Linked DNA regions of Mus musculus: all the other regions are linked to region 2. The links are chromatin contacts, called in public Hi-C maps. All regions are on one chromosome and are shown on one strand. Each heading gives the region's core, a stretch centred on a gene start, on an enhancer-like site or on the middle of the called end of the contact. The rest is flanking DNA. Distances are from core to core; before and after follow the strand shown. Region 1 has its middle 6.2 kb from the start of Gm41252. Region 2 overlaps Gm41253 (a long non-coding RNA gene). Region 3 has its middle 11 kb from the start of Gm41251.

What was found. A called contact is a pair of places that touch in the nucleus more often than the background predicts.
Region 1: a contact with region 2 is called in a Hi-C map of bone marrow-derived macrophages, with 2.8 times the contacts expected there. The contact joins two enhancer-like sites. A contact is called at or near these places in 3 of 484 Hi-C or Micro-C datasets (bone marrow-derived macrophages, cortical neurons and nephron progenitors) and 4 of 115 datasets of contacts at active chromatin or transcription factors (bone marrow-derived macrophages, microglia and neural progenitor cells).
Region 3: a contact with region 2 is called in a Hi-C map of bone marrow-derived macrophages, with 3 times the contacts expected there. The contact joins two enhancer-like sites. A contact is called at or near these places in 2 of 39 promoter capture datasets (embryonic stem cells and liver), 3 of 484 Hi-C or Micro-C datasets (bone marrow-derived macrophages and nephron progenitors) and 1 of 115 datasets of contacts at active chromatin or transcription factors (bone marrow-derived macrophages).

What each region holds. Positions count from the first base shown.
Region 1 is chr14:120,570,980-120,573,679 of GRCm38.p6, forward strand. No RefSeq gene overlaps it. Among named protein-coding and RNA genes, the nearest start is that of Gm41252, 6.2 kb to the right of the region's middle. Within about 2 kb of position 1,447, at least 84 of the 459 cell types and tissues checked have an H3K27ac peak or open chromatin away from gene starts, as enhancers often do. A contact at or near this core is called in bone marrow-derived macrophages and microglia, where this site is marked.
Region 2 is chr14:120,761,425-120,764,124 of GRCm38.p6, forward strand. It overlaps Gm41253 (a long non-coding RNA gene), which reads right to left. Exons shown (of 6, transcript XR_874981.1): 6 at 687-1,596. Among named protein-coding and RNA genes, the nearest start is that of Gm25781, 36 kb to the right of the region's middle. Within about 2 kb of position 1,442, at least 61 of the 459 cell types and tissues checked have an H3K27ac peak or open chromatin away from gene starts, as enhancers often do. A contact at or near this core is called in bone marrow-derived macrophages and microglia, where this site is marked.
Region 3 is chr14:120,519,646-120,522,385 of GRCm38.p6, forward strand. No RefSeq gene overlaps it. Among named protein-coding and RNA genes, the nearest start is that of Gm41251, 11 kb to the right of the region's middle. Within about 2 kb of position 1,411, at least 41 of the 459 cell types and tissues checked have an H3K27ac peak or open chromatin away from gene starts, as enhancers often do. A contact at or near this core is called in bone marrow-derived macrophages, where this site is marked.

The sequences.
Region 1 (2,700 bases), core at 197-2,696, 190 kb before region 2:
ATATATATATATATATATATATATATATATATATATACATACATATATGGAGTGGAGAACAAAGTATATGGACAAGTACATGCATGCCTGCCTTAGGGGCAGAACAGGCATTATGTGGAAAGCAGAGCCAGCCCCCAGGTGAAGAGAATAAATAACACAGGAATCCCAGGGGCAGGAGCTAGCTTGGTATATTTGCCATTTTCCACTTAGACCCCCAGGAAGTGATAGTCATCGAAGTGAGCTATAGACAAGATCGCTGTGGCCAAGAACCAGGATCGGCTCTAGCAACCCAGCACATCTGCAGCTGGAATCTGCTTCTAGCTCTGATTCTGACTAAGGGGGACTGGAGCCTCATTTGTCCTGATGACCTAGGATGACGCCCCAAGTGCCATCCACGATACATACACTGATTAGCAAGGCATGAGGTGGCCACTGATGGATCTGGGGAAGGAGGAAGGCATGTGACTGTCCTCTAGAAGAGAATGTTACATGATAGAAACAGTAAAGCTACAAACAATGACTAACTGATGCTTATCCAGTTCCTTCCACACAGTGACTGACCTCTGTCACAGGTCCCCTAGTCCTTAACCAGCTGCATGGTAAACATTGTCACCTCTAACAATAGAGAAGAAAGCCCTCCCTCACACTCTGTTCTTTCCAACCTACTAGCCACTAAAGTTCTTTTGAGTAATTTTAAAATAAAATTAAAACATATTTAAATTACTCTGTGTTATCCAGAAATCATTTGCATCATGTAGAATGCATGTAGAATGTGCTTATTTTAGAAACAATGGCATTTTTCTCTTGAGTCATGAGTCCAGGAACATTTTTTTTTAACTCACTAAGCCACTGCACACATCTCTGACTCTTGCTACAGGGTGAGCATTTGGTCACCACCCCACAGCTATGAACTCCTGAAATAGGTCTAGATGGCTAATTTTAAATTTAAAATTACACTTTGCTGCCTGCTTAGCTAGCCTTGGGTGTTTCTGGTTGGTGACACTATCTAAAGCTACATTATCTTGGACTGTTATTATCGAAGAAAGAGCAACATCTAGAGCAGAGATAAGGGACCAGGGGAGAGAAGAGTGAGGAGCTGAAGGGAAGAGGAGGGGAGACAGGAAGGAAAAGAGGCAGTGAGAGGTACAGACCATCCCTGCTCTCTCAGGGACCACTGAGGCAGACCCAGGATTCTGTTTGTTGGCCACTGGACTCTGCACCCCAGGACACCCTGACCCCAATCTGCCTGTTTGCCCTGGGAAGGTCACCTACAATGGAGGGGCAAAGAAAAAATACTAAGACAGAGCAAAGGGACAATGCAAAGAGGAACAAAAGGAGGTTAGGCACCGGGGACCTGAGTCATGGCTTTGGAAACCAAGAGGTTTGTAAACGGAAGCCTGGGGACCCTTCAGGAAGTGGTTGTCACCTGTGCTCTGCTGTGCTCAGCAGAACAGAGAGCTGCTGACAGAGGAAAGAAGGAAAAGCAGCTGTTTGGGGATCAGAAAGATCTGGTTCTAGTTTCCGAGCAGTCACCAAGTCACGTGCCTGAGCACGGAAGTCAACACACAGAGACCGAGCCTCATCTTCCGAATCAGGACCTTGGGAAGATGACTTTGATCTTAGCATCCGCGCGCCTCTTCCTTGCCCCTTCAGTTAGCAGCATGCTTCACTTGTGTTCTAGAGTGAAACCTAAAGCCAACTCCAACCTGTGAGGTCATGGGGCACTCTTAGCCCATGCACCCTAAGGATGAAGCACAAGAGGGCCCCCATTAACAAGGCCACCACAGGACTGTAGGTGAGTATCTCCCATGAACTAAACGTATTTCTTTATTCATAAAAGTCAAACATCACCTCTTTTTGATGCATGCCACAAGGAAATCTAAGCAATGCAAACACTAAAGCTACATGAAGATCAGGAATAAGGTTTAGAACTTTGCCTACGTGGTCTAAAGAATGATCGACTCTTAGGCAATACTTAAAGATAGATCGTAAGTGTTAGCATTTTGTCTAAGCTCTGTCCCACAGTTACCTGGCAACAGCCAGGTGTGCCTGACTCACTATAAAAGGGGCTGCTTGTCTCCTCCTCTCTCTCGATTGCTCTCTTGCCTTCCTGCTCCTGCTCGCCACATGCTCATGCCTGGCCTCTACCTCTCTCTCTCTCTCTCTCTCTCTCTCTCTCTCTCTCTCTCTCTCTCTCTCTCTCTCTCTCTCTCTCCCCTTTCTCTGTCTCTACTACCCTCTTGACTCCCCTCCCCATGCCCTGAATAAACTCTATTCTATAGTATATCATCCTATGGCTGGTCCCTCATGAAGAAGGGATGCCTCAGCATAGGCCAGTAGAGGCACTTCTTGCCCCCTTACCTGACTACACATCCACCAAAACATATCCCCTCTCTCTTTATCTTTTTATAAACATATCAATAAGCAACCAAATTACATATGTATGTGTATCTACATATCTATAGGTATAGACCTCATGTGTATTTAATGTTTTATTATGACTTGTTTTGTGACAGAATGTAGCACACAGCCCTTTGCATTCATTTAACTCACATATAAGCTATTGAGTGGAAGAACTGTAAGATATTTGCTTGCAAAAAGGTGACCCTTCTCTCAAAATTTAGAGACCCACATCCCACTCCTACAAAGCCTTTTATTTTTCTTTCCAAGGGAAGCCCAGAGTCTTGTACCTTGTGCTCC
Region 2 (2,700 bases), core at 192-2,691:
TAGAAAAAGTATAGGAGGCAAAAACAAGTTAGGAGCATACTAAAATGTTTTCTTTTTTACTTCTTTGTAATTTTCAAGTGGCTTGATTTTTTTACATACATATACCATGTTTCCATAACTCTTAAATTTAAAACCATCTCCTCTGTATACCAAGAATACAATGTGTACTAGTTGAGAATGCACTTGCTAAGATCTCCTTTACCAGAATTTAATATTAATTCACATATTTATACTTACAAAAGTATATATTTTACAATTGCTTTAGAATGAAATTAATTCATATACTTTTACACATATTTATGCATATCTCAGTAACAACTCCTATCAGTAGGATCTCTAAAACCAAAATAAAATTTAAAACTACTGTCCAAAATAAATAAAACAAATATTAGAGATGATGTGAAGAAATTGGAACCCTTTTACACTGAGAGCAGGAACGTAAAATTGTTTGACCTCTGAGGAAAACAGTGTGATAATTTCTAAAAATACTAAAAAATAAAATAAAATAGTTCTAGGGCCTGGCAAGATGTCTCAGTAAATAAAAGCACATGCCTGACATCCAGATTTGACCCCCAAACTCACAGTGGGGGAAAGAAACAACTCCCACAAGTTGTCCTCTGACCTCCCCAAGTGCACACACACAAACACACACACATGCACATGCTTACACATACATAAACATACATATATACATACATACATACATACATACATACATACACACACATGCACACACATACACAGACACACAGAGAGAGACATTCATGCGCTTTCTCTTCCTGGAGCTCGAATGGTGAAAACAGATTCAAACAGATCAATATTTTAGAAAAAAGTGCAATGAGACATGCTCAAGGACTGGGCAGGCATGGCCTGTGACTGTCAGGTGACCAAGCCAGGCCAGCGCCCTTGCAGCAACAGGGGAGACTGGGTGAACCACGGGGTTGGTTTGTTTTCCCACTGGTGTCCTTCACCATTTATTTAACTGTGACTCAGTGAGGTCCAGAAATCTGCAGCGTTTTAGTGAAGTGAAACAAAACCGGATTAACAAACCAGCTCAGTGCCTTTGCTGACACACTGGTAGAATGTCTCGGGTCTTTTCTGCAAATTCTTAGTTTCACATTACTATCATTTGCCATGAGTTAAACAAAGCAACTTTGTTAAATGTGCATAAAAGCATTTGCAGTTGAGATAATAAATAAGTGACTGTTTCCATTAGAGAGCACAACGCCCTGCTTCTAGACTTTCAGCTGATGGCTGATGGATGAATAAATACATCGAAACTATGACAGTGACAGTTCTGAGCTAGTTAAGAAACAATTGCTTGGGGATCAGAAGCGACGAGGCTGAAGAGATGGCTCAGTAGGTCAGAGCAGTTGCCACACAGTCAGGTTTGGATCCCGGCATCCGTATAAATGCTGGAGGTGGCTGCGTACAACTCTAACCCCAGCGCTGTGGGGAGTGAAGACAGGACCGCTGGGGCTTGCTGGCCACCAGTGAGAAAGGAGAGCACGCCCAGTTCCATAGCTGGTCACATGACCGCTTTCAACCACGTGGCAAAGGAACACCTCAATGAGGAAGTGAAATTTCAGCAAATGCCTGAAAGAAGCAAGCAGTGGCCTGAGAATAGACTCCTACATAGAACTACTCAGACTGGAGAAAGCCTGATGTGTTCAGACAACGTGTGTGGTTGGAGCAAAGTCAGCTGCAAGACAAAATGAGCTAATATTTCTCTTCTTAATTAATTAATTAATTAATTACATCTCAAATGTTGCCTTCCTTCCCTCAAATGTTGTCTCTTAGAGGACAGCCCCCATCCTGCATCCCATAATCCAGACACATCAAGTCTCTGCAGAATTAGGTGCATTCTCTCTGATTGATTGAGACCAGAAGTGGCAACCCTCTGTTACTTAAGTGCTAGGGCCTCAGACCAGCCCGTGTGTGCCCTTTGGTTGGTGAGCCAATATTTCAAAGCGTTCTGTGAGAGAGTCAGCATTTACTCCTGTGGCCCTTAGTGGTGATGTGTCTTGACTGCCATCCTGGGACGCAGAGAGCTACCTGGCCTAATCTAGCTCTGGGCTCCATTAGACAATGTCATATTAGGAAACCTGACTCAGTCCCCAACCTGTTGCCTCAGTTGCTTTCTGTTTCTGTGATGAAACACCATAACCAACCTGGGGAGGGAAGGATTTGTTTGACTTGCTGGTCCATCATCAGGAGAAGTTAAGGCAGGAACCTGGAGATAGGTCCGGAAGCAGAGTCTGTGGAACGGCGTTGCTTACTGGTCTGCTCCCGGTAGCTTGCTCTGTTTGCTTCCTTATGGAACCCAGAACCAACCACCTGCCCAGAACAGCGCCACTCGTAATGGGCTAAATATTCCCACATCTATCAGTAATCAATAAAACACCTTACAGGCTTGCCTATGGGCCATTCTGATGAGGGTATGTCCTCAATTGAGGGTTCCCCTCCCCAGATGACTCTAGCATGTGACAAGTTGACCAAAGCCTGGCCAACACGCCCACTCTGTGTTAAAACTCAGCTCTATAATTCCCAGCTGGCATCCGTTCCAGGTTGAACAGCAGTTGTGAGTCATAAGGATAGAGTCCAGGAAGGGGGCCCTGCTTCAGAAATCTAACCTGAAACTCCTAGGAAAGCAGAAGCAAAATGTATCCCACGGAGAACCCACGTCCTTACCGTGATGCA
Region 3 (2,740 bases), core at 161-2,660, 240 kb before region 2:
GTACTGTAGGTGTGGGCTTTAAGTCTCTCATCCTAGCTGCCTAGAAGGCAGTCTTCCACTAGAAGCCTTCAGATAAGGATTTAGAACTCTCAGCTCCTCCTGCACCATGACTGCCTGGATGCTGCCATGTTCCTACTTGATGATTATGGACTGAACCTCCGAACCTGTAATCCAGCCCCAATTAAATGTTGTCCTTTATAAGACTTGCCTTGGTCATAGTGTCTGTTCACAGCAGTAAAACCCTAAGACAATTGCTTTAGGGCTTGTATTCATTACTTTCCTGTTGCTGTCATGAAATACCAAAATTAACTTTCAAAAGGGGTTTATTTTATGGTTTCTGAGACTCACATACCATTAATGTTGAGAAGATATGGCACTGCACCATGGTAGGGCCAGGAAGCAGAGAAATCACGTATTGTCTTCACACAGGAAGCAAAGAGATCAGGAAATAGGACCAGGCTATAAACATTCAAAACACACACCCTCACCCCACCCTTCAGAAAAATCACACCTCCTTAAGGTTCTCTAACCTCCAAAAAACCAAACCAAACAAAACAACAACAAAAAACCACCTTCAACTGGTGACCAAGTGTTCCAATGCATGCACCTGCAAGAGACATTACCCTTTCAAACTGCATAGGGTGAAGGCACATCTCATTACTGAATACATTTCTAGCATGGGTGACACCATGAATTCAATCTCAAACCCTTTCTCTCTCCATAACCCCACCACACACACACACACACACACACACACACACACACACACACACACAATCACACACACACACAATCACACACACAATCATACACACAATCACACACAAAGTAGACTGTAGACTTTCAATCATACACTGCAGTTCAGTATCAGCCTCTCTGATGTTTTCAGATCCTAGTTAATACCCACAAGCTGATGCTGGGAAACATACTTCAAATATCTTGTCATCTGCCAATTTCATGCAAAAAGGTGGCGACTTGAAGTTTACATTTTTCCAGTTCTCTTAACATCTTCAGTCAGCACATGACCAAATAGCCACACTTGTAGAATATTTTGGAGGGGGAGATCAGGCAGAATCTCCTACTTCTTTGCTTGGAGGCCTTTCTGCTACCTAAGTAGCAACTTAAAGGCACTGGGTGATCTCCAGCTCTGTGGCTATTGAGAGGTCTCGTGTAGGATATGTATTTTCTTGGAGTATCTGTGGACCTGGCCACAGTTGTAACAGCAGCTCCCAATTTGTCAGTCTCAATTCTGTGGCCATGATTTTCTGATTCTCTAGCTTCCTGATGGCAGAAAACCAAAGCCCCTCAGCTGGACAAGTTTTCTGTGGCCTTCCTAGGAGCTCAGAATGGATGATGAAGTAAGCCGAGGACTGCTTCCTCCCAGCTATGTTTGACCTTTGACAAGTGTGGTTTCCTGTATGATTCAACTTCAAGGACTGAAGTGGGCCTGGAGGAACTTTTGTCATTGAAAGATAGCTGGCTTCAAGGGGGCCTCCATGGGGCCCGAGCCAGATGACTGAGTTTTTCTCACTTGCCTTGTGCTTCTTCAGTGAGTTTGTAGTGTTCCCCCTTATAATCAGAGCACGCACAGCCCTAAGTTACTCCATAATGTAAAAACAGTTAAGTTTCCTGTATGTCTTATCCTGATAGTCGCCATTTTACAGGCAGGTTTTGATTCCAACTTTGATGATGCAGGATATACAGCTAGGAGGACACATAGATGGCACCACCTATCTAGCACTAGCCATCAGCATAGACTGATGACTTCTTACTCCTGGGAGTTGAAAGGGCATCGCTCTATAAATCTCCTGGGCAAATCTATGTATGTGGGCATATCAAAGCTCTACTTATCTTGCAAGCCTTAACCAAGAACTCATCAGACTCACCAGACCAAAGAAAGGGTGTGAGTCCCTTATCTGGTCCTCATAAACATATGAACATCTGGCACTGTGATGACAAAGACACCCCCCCCCCCAATGCTTCTCACCTGACAACCTTCAAGCAGCCAACGTGCAAAGTGGACTCCAAGTGTCCCAGGGCACTCAGTTCGGTTCGATTCTTGCTGTTGATACAGCCTACTGGAAATGCACCTGATTACTTAGCTAGACCTGCCGTTCATTCAACTACTGGACTATCCATCTGAACTCAGTCTTGTCCTTTATCTTTGCAGCCAGACTCAACTCTACAACTCAGCTCTGACCCTCCAGTCAGATCCTACCAGTGTAGCCACCCCACAGAACTTCCCTAGAGACCTGCAACTGCTTCATTGTCTCAGTCCACAGAGGCTACATTTGTATCAGATTCCCAGGTTGGCCTTTCAGCCTCGGTGAAACTCTGCTTTCCTTGCTCTTTGTAGCCATATTATAAACTACACATATACATATATATTATTTTGTATGCTATGTGTGATTTAAAGGTAGTAGCAGTAAACAAGATTGAAATAGAAGAGTCTGTTGCTAGGGCCATCAAGAAAAGTAGGAGTTTTCTGGGAAGCTGCCACCAAGGAAACCAGCATACCTTGTGAATTTACTTTATCCAATAGATTCTGACATCATACAAAGAAAACAAACACGTTCTTCTATGATAATGATATAGCATGCTCACAAAGCTCCAGGTTGTCAGCGATGAGATCTACACTATTTCAGTCTGAGATTGTCTGGGTACCTCATCTGCATACTAGTGACTAGGGATCATTTTGCTCTATAAATATAAACGTTATGGATGGATAAGGAATGGCTCC